2 separate regions of the Sus scrofa genome follow, and region 1 is linked to region 2. Evidence: chromatin contacts called from public targeted proximity ligation data. All regions are on one chromosome and are shown on one strand. The core of a region is the stretch at or near the end of the contact, and the rest is flanking DNA. Distances in the headings are between cores, read along the strand shown.

What was found.
Region 1: a targeted proximity ligation map of alveolar macrophages shows a contact between it and region 2. A contact is called at or near these places in 1 of 47 Hi-C or Micro-C datasets (fetal skeletal muscle) and 1 of 2 datasets of targeted methods (alveolar macrophages).

What each region holds. Positions count from the first base shown.
Region 1 is chr4:111,986,800-111,992,673 of Sscrofa11.1, forward strand. VAV3 (guanine nucleotide exchange factor VAV3) reads left to right here. Exons shown (of 28, transcript XM_021090110.1): 3 at 5,038-5,096. Among named protein-coding and RNA genes, the nearest start is that of VAV3, 160 kb to the left of the region's middle.
Region 2 is chr4:111,468,090-111,473,151 of Sscrofa11.1, forward strand. It overlaps the pseudogene LOC100737067. Among named protein-coding and RNA genes, the nearest start is that of FAM102B, 3.4 kb to the left of the region's middle.

The DNA of each region.
Region 1 (5,874 bases), core at 837-3,336, 520 kb after region 2:
CCAGGGATGGAACCTGCATCCTCATGGATACTAGTCAAGATTCATTCCCGCTGAGCCATGATGGGAACTCCAGTTTATGTGGGAACTTAAATTTTTTTTCCTTTGTCTTTTTAGAGCTGTACCCGTGGCATATGGAGGTTCTCAGGCTAGGGGTCAAATTGGAGCTGTAGCTGCTGGCCTGCACCACAACCACAGCAACACTGGATCCTTAACCCACTGAGCAAGGCCAGGGATCGAACCTGCGTCCTCGCAGATGCTAGTCAGATTCGCTGTCGCTGAGCCATGACGGGAACTCCTGGTTGTACTGTTTGCCCTAGCTATCCCATGTAGGAATCCTGCCTGTAGAAATACCTGCACACAATTGAAAAGATGTTTGGTAAGGATGGTGATTACAACAGTATTGCAGCAGATATAGAAAAAGCTCACTCTCAGGGGATGGTTACATTGTTATGTTATCCACAGACACTGACATAACATTAAAATAAAAAGGAGATCTGTATGTGTTGACACAATATTTGTGATATATTGTTAACTGACAAAACTATGTTGACAAAAAGTCTGTATAACAGAGACACATTACCTAAAATAATAATTGTAAAGGAAAAGGAAAAAAAAATTTCTGCAAGAGTCATAACCAGATTCTTAGCTCCTGTATAGGCAGATGGGGAGACAGGTGTGGACAGACGACTTTTATGTGTTACTATATTGTTTCAGTTGACAAAACATGGGGCTTTTCCAAATGTTTTAGACAGCAAATACATTTCTAAAAATAGGTGATAGATGCTAGGGCAGAGTTATGTCCAGAGTCCTGTGGGGACACAAAGAACCCAGACTGGAGGTGGGAGAAGGTGAGAGAAGGCTCTGGATGGGGACCAGCCTGGCCAAGTTCGTGATGTACATGGTCAGGCACATGCATGGAACAGAGAACCAGAGCTTCCTGCTCTCAGCCTTCTGGAGCTTTCCAGGTGGCGGCAGTGGAGTTGGCCCTTCATGATGTTAATAGCTCAGGTCATCCTGAGCTCTTTCTCCTCCCTCAGCCTCCCCGGTGCATCAGCTACTGAGAAATACTTCGCATCTGTCCACCTCTTCTCTAGCTCTGCTGCTGCTTGGTTCAGACCTCTCATTTCTTCCCTGGATAATGGAGAAACCTCTCCTAGTGGCTCTCCTGGCCCCTGTCTGTATGCCACCTCCTCCTACCCTAGTCTCTCCTGCACTTTGCTGAGATCTTCTAAAAAGGCAGGTTTGACCCCGCTGTCTTTCTTCAACTTGCCCCTTGATCCTTCACAGATTCTGGGATCTCACGCTCATAAAGCAGCCTGCCTGCCCACGCCACCCCCCTTCCTCCCACGACAACTCTTAGGCATTGTTATCTGGAATTTTTTTCTTACAGATGCCACTCTTCTTATCAAACAAAGGATGGATGATGATGTAGAGAAGGAAAAATCCCTGCTGGGGATTTAGTAGTTGATTGTCAGCCTGTTACTTTGCAAATAATCTAACTCGCTGCTCCTCTTTCTGAGAGTAAATGTCCGTATTCCATATTATTTGAGGTGAAATTTTCGAAATTAAGGCATTTCAAGGCAAATAGTCTTTTCTTCTTCTTCCTTTTTTTTTTTTTTTTTTTTTTTTTTTACTGCCCTTGGGGATGTTTCCTTTTATAAATATTCCTGATGGATGTTTCTAACAGTAGATTGGTCTCCACACAGAGGACTTAAGAATCTGGCATTAATTTGTGTACTTGTCTATTTCAAATCCGGATGCACTTTACCTTAATACAATACACACTGTTCTAAAAATGCTGCATTGACCAAACAGCCTTTATTTGCTTTGGCTAAACTTGGAGTTAATGGATGGACTTGATGTACCATAAGATAGAAATAACCCTGAGCGATAGACCTGAGAGATTCACTTTAGGACATACTACATACTATCCTCCCGTCTCTTCCACGATTTATATTTTTATGGTATTTTTCTATGATAGAGTAGTAATCAGTAATCCCTTTGAGTCAATAAGAGGCGATGGTTTCAGCTTGTTTATTTTCAGAAATGTTTGTACGGTACACGCATTGCAGAAGCGAATATACTGTCGTCTGGCTCCCTCTGGTGGACAGTTATATGAAAAAATCAAACTACATAAGAGTCTTGTGGGGAGGGCACAGCTTGTGAATAGTTCTGGTGTTTTAGTATTTGTGTTAAAGTAAATGAGAGCAACAGCACATGTGTAGCCATGCTAATACTGCTGCTATTTATCTTTTTATAAATAGTGACACTGCTGGGACCACAGTGAAAAAAAAAAAAATTAGAGGCTGACTCCACCCTGTAACTTTAAAACAGTGCCAAGTCAGGACAAGGCTCATACTAAAATTCAACAATGCGGTTAATTCATGAGCCCAAATATTACTCCACGGATTATTCTGGAGTCTTCCAGTAGCTGGACTCTTCACTCAATAATGCATATTTTCAGAAATTTAGCAAATGATTATTTTTATCCTGAATCAGTTTTTTTTTGTCTTTTTGCCATTTCTTGGGCTGCTCCCGCAGCATATGGAGATTCCCAGGCTAGGGGTCGAATCGGAGCTGTAGCCACCGGCCTACGCCAGAGCCACAGCAACGCAGGATCCCAGCCGCGTCTGCAACCTACACCACAGCTCACGGCAACGCTGGATCGTTAACCCACTAAGCAAGGGCAGGGATCGAACCCGCAACCTCATGGTTCCTAGTCGGATTCGTTAACCACTGCGCCACAAAGGGAACTCCTGAATCAGTTTATTTTGATAAATTTAGTATTTGTTCATACATCATCTCCTGAATTTACACACTCACTAAAGATGTGCTGTCTTTATTATGGAAATGAATTGATATCAGGTGTTATCTTGGTGGTGGTTTCTCGCTCTTCAACCAGGAAGAAGTTGCATGAAGGCTTCCAATTAAATTTCTTTTGTATATAATCATTGTATTTTATATGTTAATAAAAGTTTACATTTATTATGTCCATCAACAGAGGAATGGATAAAGAAGTGAAAAAATGATACAAATGAACTTATTTACAAAGCAGAAACATACTCACAGACTTTGAAAACAAATTTATGCTTTCCAACGGGGAAGGGTGGAGGGGAGAGGGAAGTACTGGGGGGGCTGGGACTGACACATGCACACTTTTGTGTATGGGATGGGTGATCCACAGGAACCTGCTGTGTAGCACAGAGAAATCTAGAGAGTGTTCTGTGACGACCTCTATGGGAACGGATGTGTGTGTATGTGTGGCTGAATCACCTTGCTGTGCAGCATAAATTAGCCCAACATGGTAAATCAACTCTACTGCGATGGGATTCTTTTTTAAAGTTCACATCTATTGAGTTAAGCATTTGTTGATGGGCGTTATCGCATTTACTTTTCCCAGTAACTCCGAGAGGCAGGTGAGTGGTTGTTACCATCCATAAGGCCGGTAAGGGGTGGCCTCGCTCAGCCAGGTGTCCTTACCTCAGAGCTCGGAGTCTGTCACCCCAGTGATAAGCTGCCTCCTCCAGTAGGTGATAAATAAGCATATGTGTGGGTAATCACCGAGTGAGACCCCTGCACAGCCCCTGCACAGCCCCGGAACCTTGGCGGTTCCGTCTTTGAACTAAGGAATTCAAAGATTACCTTAACCCAGAGAGAGATGTTTACCTTTTTTTTCCTTTTCTTTGCTTTTTTTTCTTCTCATTTTGAATAGGCCTTGTAGTAGAACCTCTTTCCATTTTCTTTAATTAGGACAACTTATATCTATTATCATAGCAACGAGTTGCGTGAGAAAAATACATTTTAGCTCATTGACTTCCTCACCCAGGACTTGGAAAGAGATGGTGTGAGGTCTACGCGTGGAAGGAAGGGTAGAGTTACGGGGCACTGATGCCGAAGGTCCAGCAGGGCACGTGGGCGTTAGGTATGGGAATTTTCATGAAGAGGTTTTGAAACAGATACAGATTATCTACGGTAATTTAGGAAGTTTCTTTTTCTGAAAATACCCAGAAAATATTTTAAGGTTGGCAGTTTTAAAGAATAGCTACTACCATTTAAATACTTTACGTGTATTGTCTTTTAACGTCTTATAATAATCTAGTGAGTATGACTAATCCAACGTTATTATAGGCAGTATCCAGACGAAAAAACTAAAACCCAAAGAAGGGGTTTGCCTGAGGTTATATGGCTCATAAATGATAAAGTTAGGAGCAGAACTCACATGGTCTGACTTGAGAGCCCACCCTTAAAATCACTTCACTACATTGCAGTGCTGTCCAGTAGATCCTTCCATGACGGTGGCGGTGTCTGCTCTCCATGTGGTCCAGTGCACTGGCTACTCGCCGCATGGGCTGCTGAGCACCTGCAGTGTGGCAAGTACGACTAAGAAACTTAATGTTTTGTTTTGTTTTCTTTTTAGGGCCGCACCTGCAGCATAGGGAAGTTCCTGGGCTAGGGGTCAAATCAGAGCAGCAGTTTCAGGCCTCCTCCACAGCCACAGCCACGCCAGCTCTGAGCCCCATCTGCAGCCTACACCGTAGCTCATTCGGGAACGCCAGGTCTTAAGCCACCGAGTGAAGCCAGGGGTCAAACTCGCATCCTCATGATCACTGCGGAGCCACAGTGGGAAAGCAGGAACTTAATTTTTTTTTTCAGATTTTTAATTAATTTAAGTTTAAATAGCCTCTGTGTGGCTAGTGGTTATTACTTTGGACAGCACAGTCTTAACAGGGCCTTTCAGATTATGTAGACATGGAGACATGATGGCCTTTTAGGATTGCCCTAACTCCTTGCTTTTTACTGTTAAAGAAATTGCCAGCCAATGTAGCAGTTTGCTTAGAGCCATGAAGTGAGAGAAAGGGACCCAATTATCAGGCAGGTGTTTACACTTCCCAGCGCTCTTCCTATTCTGCGCTTAGCGGCATTTGCAACATTGCATTTCTGCCGCCGTTGGTAATATGAGATCGTAAACCTCCTATTTTAGAAAAATGTTTTCCTTTGTGAAATACATATCCAATTAACCCTTTCCTCTTTTTTCAGGTGATAGAAACATTATCACGACTTTCCCGCACACCGATAGCGTTGGCCACGGGAATCAGGTACGCTCGTTGCTCTGTGGTTCGGGTGTACTGGTCAGTTCGGTGAAATGATTACGTATCGAATGGTTACTATTGTGATGAACTTTGCCAAGTCCTTTGCACAGGGGACCACATCTCATGCATGCCAAGTGCCTCGTTTATAAGTGCCCAATACGTATTCGAGACGGATTGAGCAAATTAGAACTTACAGAATTGAGTAAGACGCATTGGCTGATCGTCGTTCTCCATTCAGTGGTGACTGTCATGGAAATGGTTCTTTTTCTTTTTTCTTTTTTTTTTTTTTTTTTTTAGTGTCCTCTAACATTTCTATACATGGGATTCATCAAAACAAACAGAAACGCCTAATTAAAGAAACACTGCCAAAGATGTTAGTTCATGTAGAGCCAGTCATCCATAGCAATACAAGCATGTATGTGGAAGGTCTGGGGCTAAACGAAAAACTGGGAAGTACCGTTGGCTCTTGAACAGCCATGGGGTTGGGGCATCACCCCTCCACACGGTGGAAAATTCGAGTACGACAGAGCTGCTGGCCCTCTGCATCCTTGGTTCCTCTGCATCCGTGGCTCCAACCAACTGTGGATTGTGTAGTATTGTCGTATTTACTATTGAAAAAAAAATTTGTAAGTGGCGCCGTGCAGTTCAAACCCTGTTGTTCAAGGGTCAACTGTAAATTGGTTAAATTATACCTTCTCCATGCAGCGAGGCATTATGCAGTCAGTTACCATGGAAATGGAAAGGCATATGTTGTGTTGGGCCTTTTCTGTTTAAAATACTGCAT
Region 2 (5,062 bases), core at 1,547-4,046:
CTAAAATGTGGCCGTCCATACGGAAAACTGAAAAGCCAAAAAAATAAGAAGTCTCCTTAGATGCATGTTTAAGAATGTGTACGTTACACATTGTTACATTATACGTTATGTTACTACTTGGTTACGTAATATTCATATTTTCAGCCTGAGTTATAACCCGAAAGATTCCCTCGCAGTAATCTTTGAAAGGCTGCAACTGAAGAGATTCTCGTTCCCAGTTCACTCATTGATGGATGCATTCATCCGTACAAAAATATGTTTAATCACCGAAAATGTCAGTTATTGTCCAGACCCGGTGATTGATTTAAAACACACACACACACACAAACCACAAAAAGTCTGACCTCAATAATTTTACGATCTAGTGAGAAAAATATACCTAAATCAGTCATCAAAAAACAAAACCTAGGCGTTCCTGTGGTGGGTGACTCAGCAGAAACAAATCTGACTAGTATCAATGAGGACACAGGTTTGATCCCTGGCCTTCCTCAGTGGGTTAAGGATCCTGCGTTGCTGTAAGCCGTGGTGGAGGTCGCAGATGCGGCTGGGATCTGGTGTTGCTGTGTCTGTGGCATAGGCCAGCAGCTACAGAGCCTAGTCCACCCCTAGCATGGAAGCAGCCCTAAAAAGACCAAAACAAAACAAAAAAAGCCCCACAAAAAAACCCACCAAAAAACAAAACCTAGCATGTGTGTTTCCTTAGAATGAAGAAGCAAGTTGTCTGGAACTCAGAAGAGGAAGGAATTAATTGAAGTTAATCAGTGTTCTGAATTTCAAAGAATGAATGGGATTTGGAACAGAGTCAGGGGTTGGTGGAGGGAAGGTGCTCCAGGTGGGAGAAATGAAGGGAAAGACCCAGGGGCAGAGTTTAGGAGTTTAGGGTTCTCGGGTTTGGTAGTGGAGAAAACTGGTTCGCCCTCAGGACAAGGGGATAAGGCAGTGGACAGGGTTACAGGGGACTCTGGGGTTTGTTACTTGGACAGCAAGATGGATGTTAATTCTGTTGACTGCCTTGGAAGCAGGAGGAGGGTAGGTTGGGAACGGAGGAGATAATGAGACTTTATTTGAACTCTGAGACATCCAGGAGAATAAGGAGAATCAGGGCAAAGAGTAAGGACCAAAAACTTGCCTTTGGGAATTAGAGTATTCCCTGATGGCTAAAGCCCCAGGAGTGGATAAAAATGAATTACTCTGAAGAATATCTAATGAGTAGATGAGGAAGAGAAGCTTGTGAAGGCACTTTAGAACAAACAGAGAGAAGAGATCAAGGAAGATAAATGCTCTGGAAGTCAAGAAAGAGGGTTTTGTTTTTTGTTTGTATGTATGTATGTATTTACTGCACTGCACCTGCAGCATATGGAAGTTCCTGGGCCAGGAATGGAACCCTTGCCACAGCAGCAATCCCCTGCAGCGAGAATGCCAAATCCTCCACCTGCTGCACCACAAGAGAATTCCAAAAAAGAGTTTTTATCATTTAACATTCATACTTAAGACCTACTGTGTGCCAAGCACTGCACTGGGGACCAGAGATACTAATGAGCAAGACATACAGGGGCTTATAATATATCTGCAGACAGATCAATTAGAGAGAAAGAGGGAGTGGGGAGGAGACTGGAGGAGGGGAGTCTGCATTGTTGCAGAGAAATCCTGGAGGATTTGGACTGAAAAGAAGCTCTTAAATTGACGTTCTAGAAGGTTATCGGTGGTTTTGGCAAGAGAAGCCTCCACAAAAGATGGTGGCAAAGTAAGATTAAAATGCTTATGTAAGCAAATAGGGAGTGTGTGTAGGGGGTGTCCCTGGAGAAAGAGAGCCAGGCATGTTTTTTTTCTGACATAAGAGAAGCCATTTTTGGCCTAAGCAATTTTGGGATCTAAATGTTGGCTACAGTGCTTGCCTTTGAATAGGTCTCAGTAATGAATGATCTTAAGGGAAGTGAGGGATGTAGAACAGAGAAAATGCAGGCAGGAAACAATAGTTCAGCAATAAAGCAGAGTCTTAGTTCCTCCTCAAGGAATACATAGTGCAATCTGTTGCACGTCTTTGATTTCTGCAGGAATTAAGGCACCCCACCCCCAGGCGGAGGATGGAATGATGAGTTGACCCTGCTGACTTCAACTAAAGCCTGGACTCTGTCCACCTCTGCCCCCATTCTATGCTGAATTCTACCTTGTTCAAAACCCTTCGCGAATATGCATATACCCTTAGCTTAAAACTTCCCCAACTTTGCTGTTCAGGGAGACTTTGCTTTGGGAGAGATCCCTGGTGTTCTTACTTGCTGCAAGTAACACATCCTTCCTTCTCCCGCTCTTTGGCTTGTTTGTGTCTTTTGGCTCAGCGCCTAACCAGAGGGGACTCCGTTTTCAGGTCACAGTCTGAGAAGTGAATGGAAGTTAGTAACGAGGAATGGGTGACTAAAAATAATTTTTTCAGATTATTGTCAGTAAATGAAGAGAGAGGACAGTTGCTAAAGGAGGCGGGTTCAAGCTTTTTCCAGTGACACTCAGGAACTATCTGAGATTTATCCAGAGCCTAGAATGTGCCACGGGCCATCCCAGGCCCTAGAGATCTGAGATGCAATCTCTCTTCTGTATCTTATGATCTGTTGGAGGACACAATAAGTAAGCAGGAAGTCCTGGTACAATGTAACACTGAAGTCTATCTATATATGATGGTGGGTGAATAGAGGCTGCTGTGCGAATACAGTACATCCAACTAGCATAAGTAGGGCTGTGGAAGACTTTCTGGGGTAAGTGACATTTGAGCTGTGTTTGAATGGTGAGTGTGGGGGTGGGCAGCAGTTTCCAGGAAGAAGGTTCTGCATCTGCAAAGGCTCAGAGGAAGAGTGACCACGTCGTGGGAGGAACTGAAAGTGGTTCAGTCTGGCTGCAGCTTAGAGTGGGGGTGGTGACAGAGATGTAATAGGGAGCCACTGAAGTTCTAAAACAGAGGCATGATATACTCAGATTTGAAGTGCATAAAGGCTTCCAGCTTCAGTAAAACCAAAGGAAGGGAGAGAGTCTAGTATTCCTTTTTAGACTTTTGTTTGATTATTAAACACCATGTATGAATCAAAGTCCAGGCAAGAAACAGATGTCATACTCAAAGTGTTTAAATGAGGAAATTTTAATGAAAGGACTCTTGACAGAACTGAGGGCAAAGGAAGGAACCCACAGTCTGGTGGGGAGTTGAAAGGAGGTGGAACAAATATCCTGACCTCTCTCACCTCCTGCTTTTTGATCTCCTGTTGGTACCTCCCATGATCCCAGTACCAGAGGAAGTCAGAGGGCAAAGGTACCTGGAAGATGCAGGTCATAGAGGATGGACTCTTGGGGCACAGAGTAAGGCACAGAAGGGTAGAGAGCAGATGGAGCTTAGGAGGCAGGAAGCTACCAGCACACCCCTGGTTCAGGCAAGATTCACTGTAGGAACCTGAGGCAAAGGGTTATCAGTCAGGACATCCAGTGCTACTGAAATCCTGGGAAGAGCTGGTAGAGCAGAAGTCAACAGACTGTTGAATTCAAGACATCATCTGTGATAAACATGACCAGATGCTGGTAATATCTGGTCCTTATCTGGTCCTTCTTTACTTCTCTGGCATATGGGAGTTTGCATTACTGATCCCCTTGCAGTTCAACAGGGCCATGTGACTAGCTCTAGCCAATAAAATGTGAGAAGAGGTAATATATCATTTCCAGGATAAGACACTGACAAGCCCTCGAGGAGTTCTCTAGACTTTCTCTTCCCTGCTGCAAGCGTCGTGGAGGGCACCTCGTCTTAAGTTGTAGTAGCCACAAGATTGAGGCAGTCCAACTCACTGAGTCAACATCTGGAGAATAACTGCTCACATCTGCAATAAATGTTTCCTCCAAGTTTTACTGAGATATAATGGACATACAGCATTGTATTAGTCCAAGATGTATGACAATGATTTGAAATGGGTATACATTGTGAAATGATTACCATGATAAGTTTTGTTAACATCAATCACATAGTTACAAATTGTGTGTGTGCGATGAGAAATTTTAGGATCTGCTTTCTTAGCAATTTTCAAATATACAATACAGTATTATTAACTCTAGTCGCCATATTGTACAATACATCCTAGAACTTATTTATCGTTTAAGTGGAAGTTTGTACCTTTCAAGCATCCATTTTACCCATTCTTCTATCCCCCGCCTCTGTCAACTATCAATTTATTCTAATTATTTATGAGGTTTTTTTTTTTTTAGGTTCCACATATAAATGAGATCATACAGTATTTGTCTGTCTGATTTATTTCACTTAGCATAACACCCTCAATGTCTGTCCATGTTGTTGTAAATGGTAAAATGTTATTCTTGCGTGTGCGTGTGTGTGTGTGTGTGTGTGTGTGTGTATGGCAGAGGTACTTCCTCATTCCCCCACCCCCTAACCAGGGACATTTACATTGAACTGTCATGTGACCAAGAAATAAACTTTTACTGTGACCTTTTGAGGGAGGTCTGCCACAACACCCAGCTATACCTTAATTCAGAAATGGTTACAGAAGTAAGATGCTATCTCATAGAAATCAAAAACTAGTCAGGTAGGCAGTGGACGACTATTGTTAGGAGCTGGAAAATGGAAACCTAATGCAAGACATTTGCTGAAAGAGTTGTCTGTGATAATTCAGAAGGCAAATAAGATGCCTACAAAGCCCATGGCGCTCGAAGACGTTGGAAAACGGAAGGTTCATAAGTTATGTGTACTGGCTGCCTTTAGCAAGATATTAGAAAAGTGGAGCGAGCTCATGCAATAATAAGCAGGTTTGCAAGCATAACTGAAGAGGAATATAGAGAGTATAGCAATTTGGAGACTCAAGGGATTGGAAAAGCCGATCGCTCTATACTTCAAGAATAGGAAATAAGATTGAAAAAGCTTTTGAGCAACAAGGGCCCATTAAAACTCAGCCACGCAGCAAAGATTAGATTTAGGGTGTGGCCTTCACATTGAAGTATGATAGCTTTTTTTTTTTTAATTGCTAAATAAGTATGTTAGCTTTTTAAACTGAGAGGAAGAGAAGCACGGGGTGAAAAAGCAAAG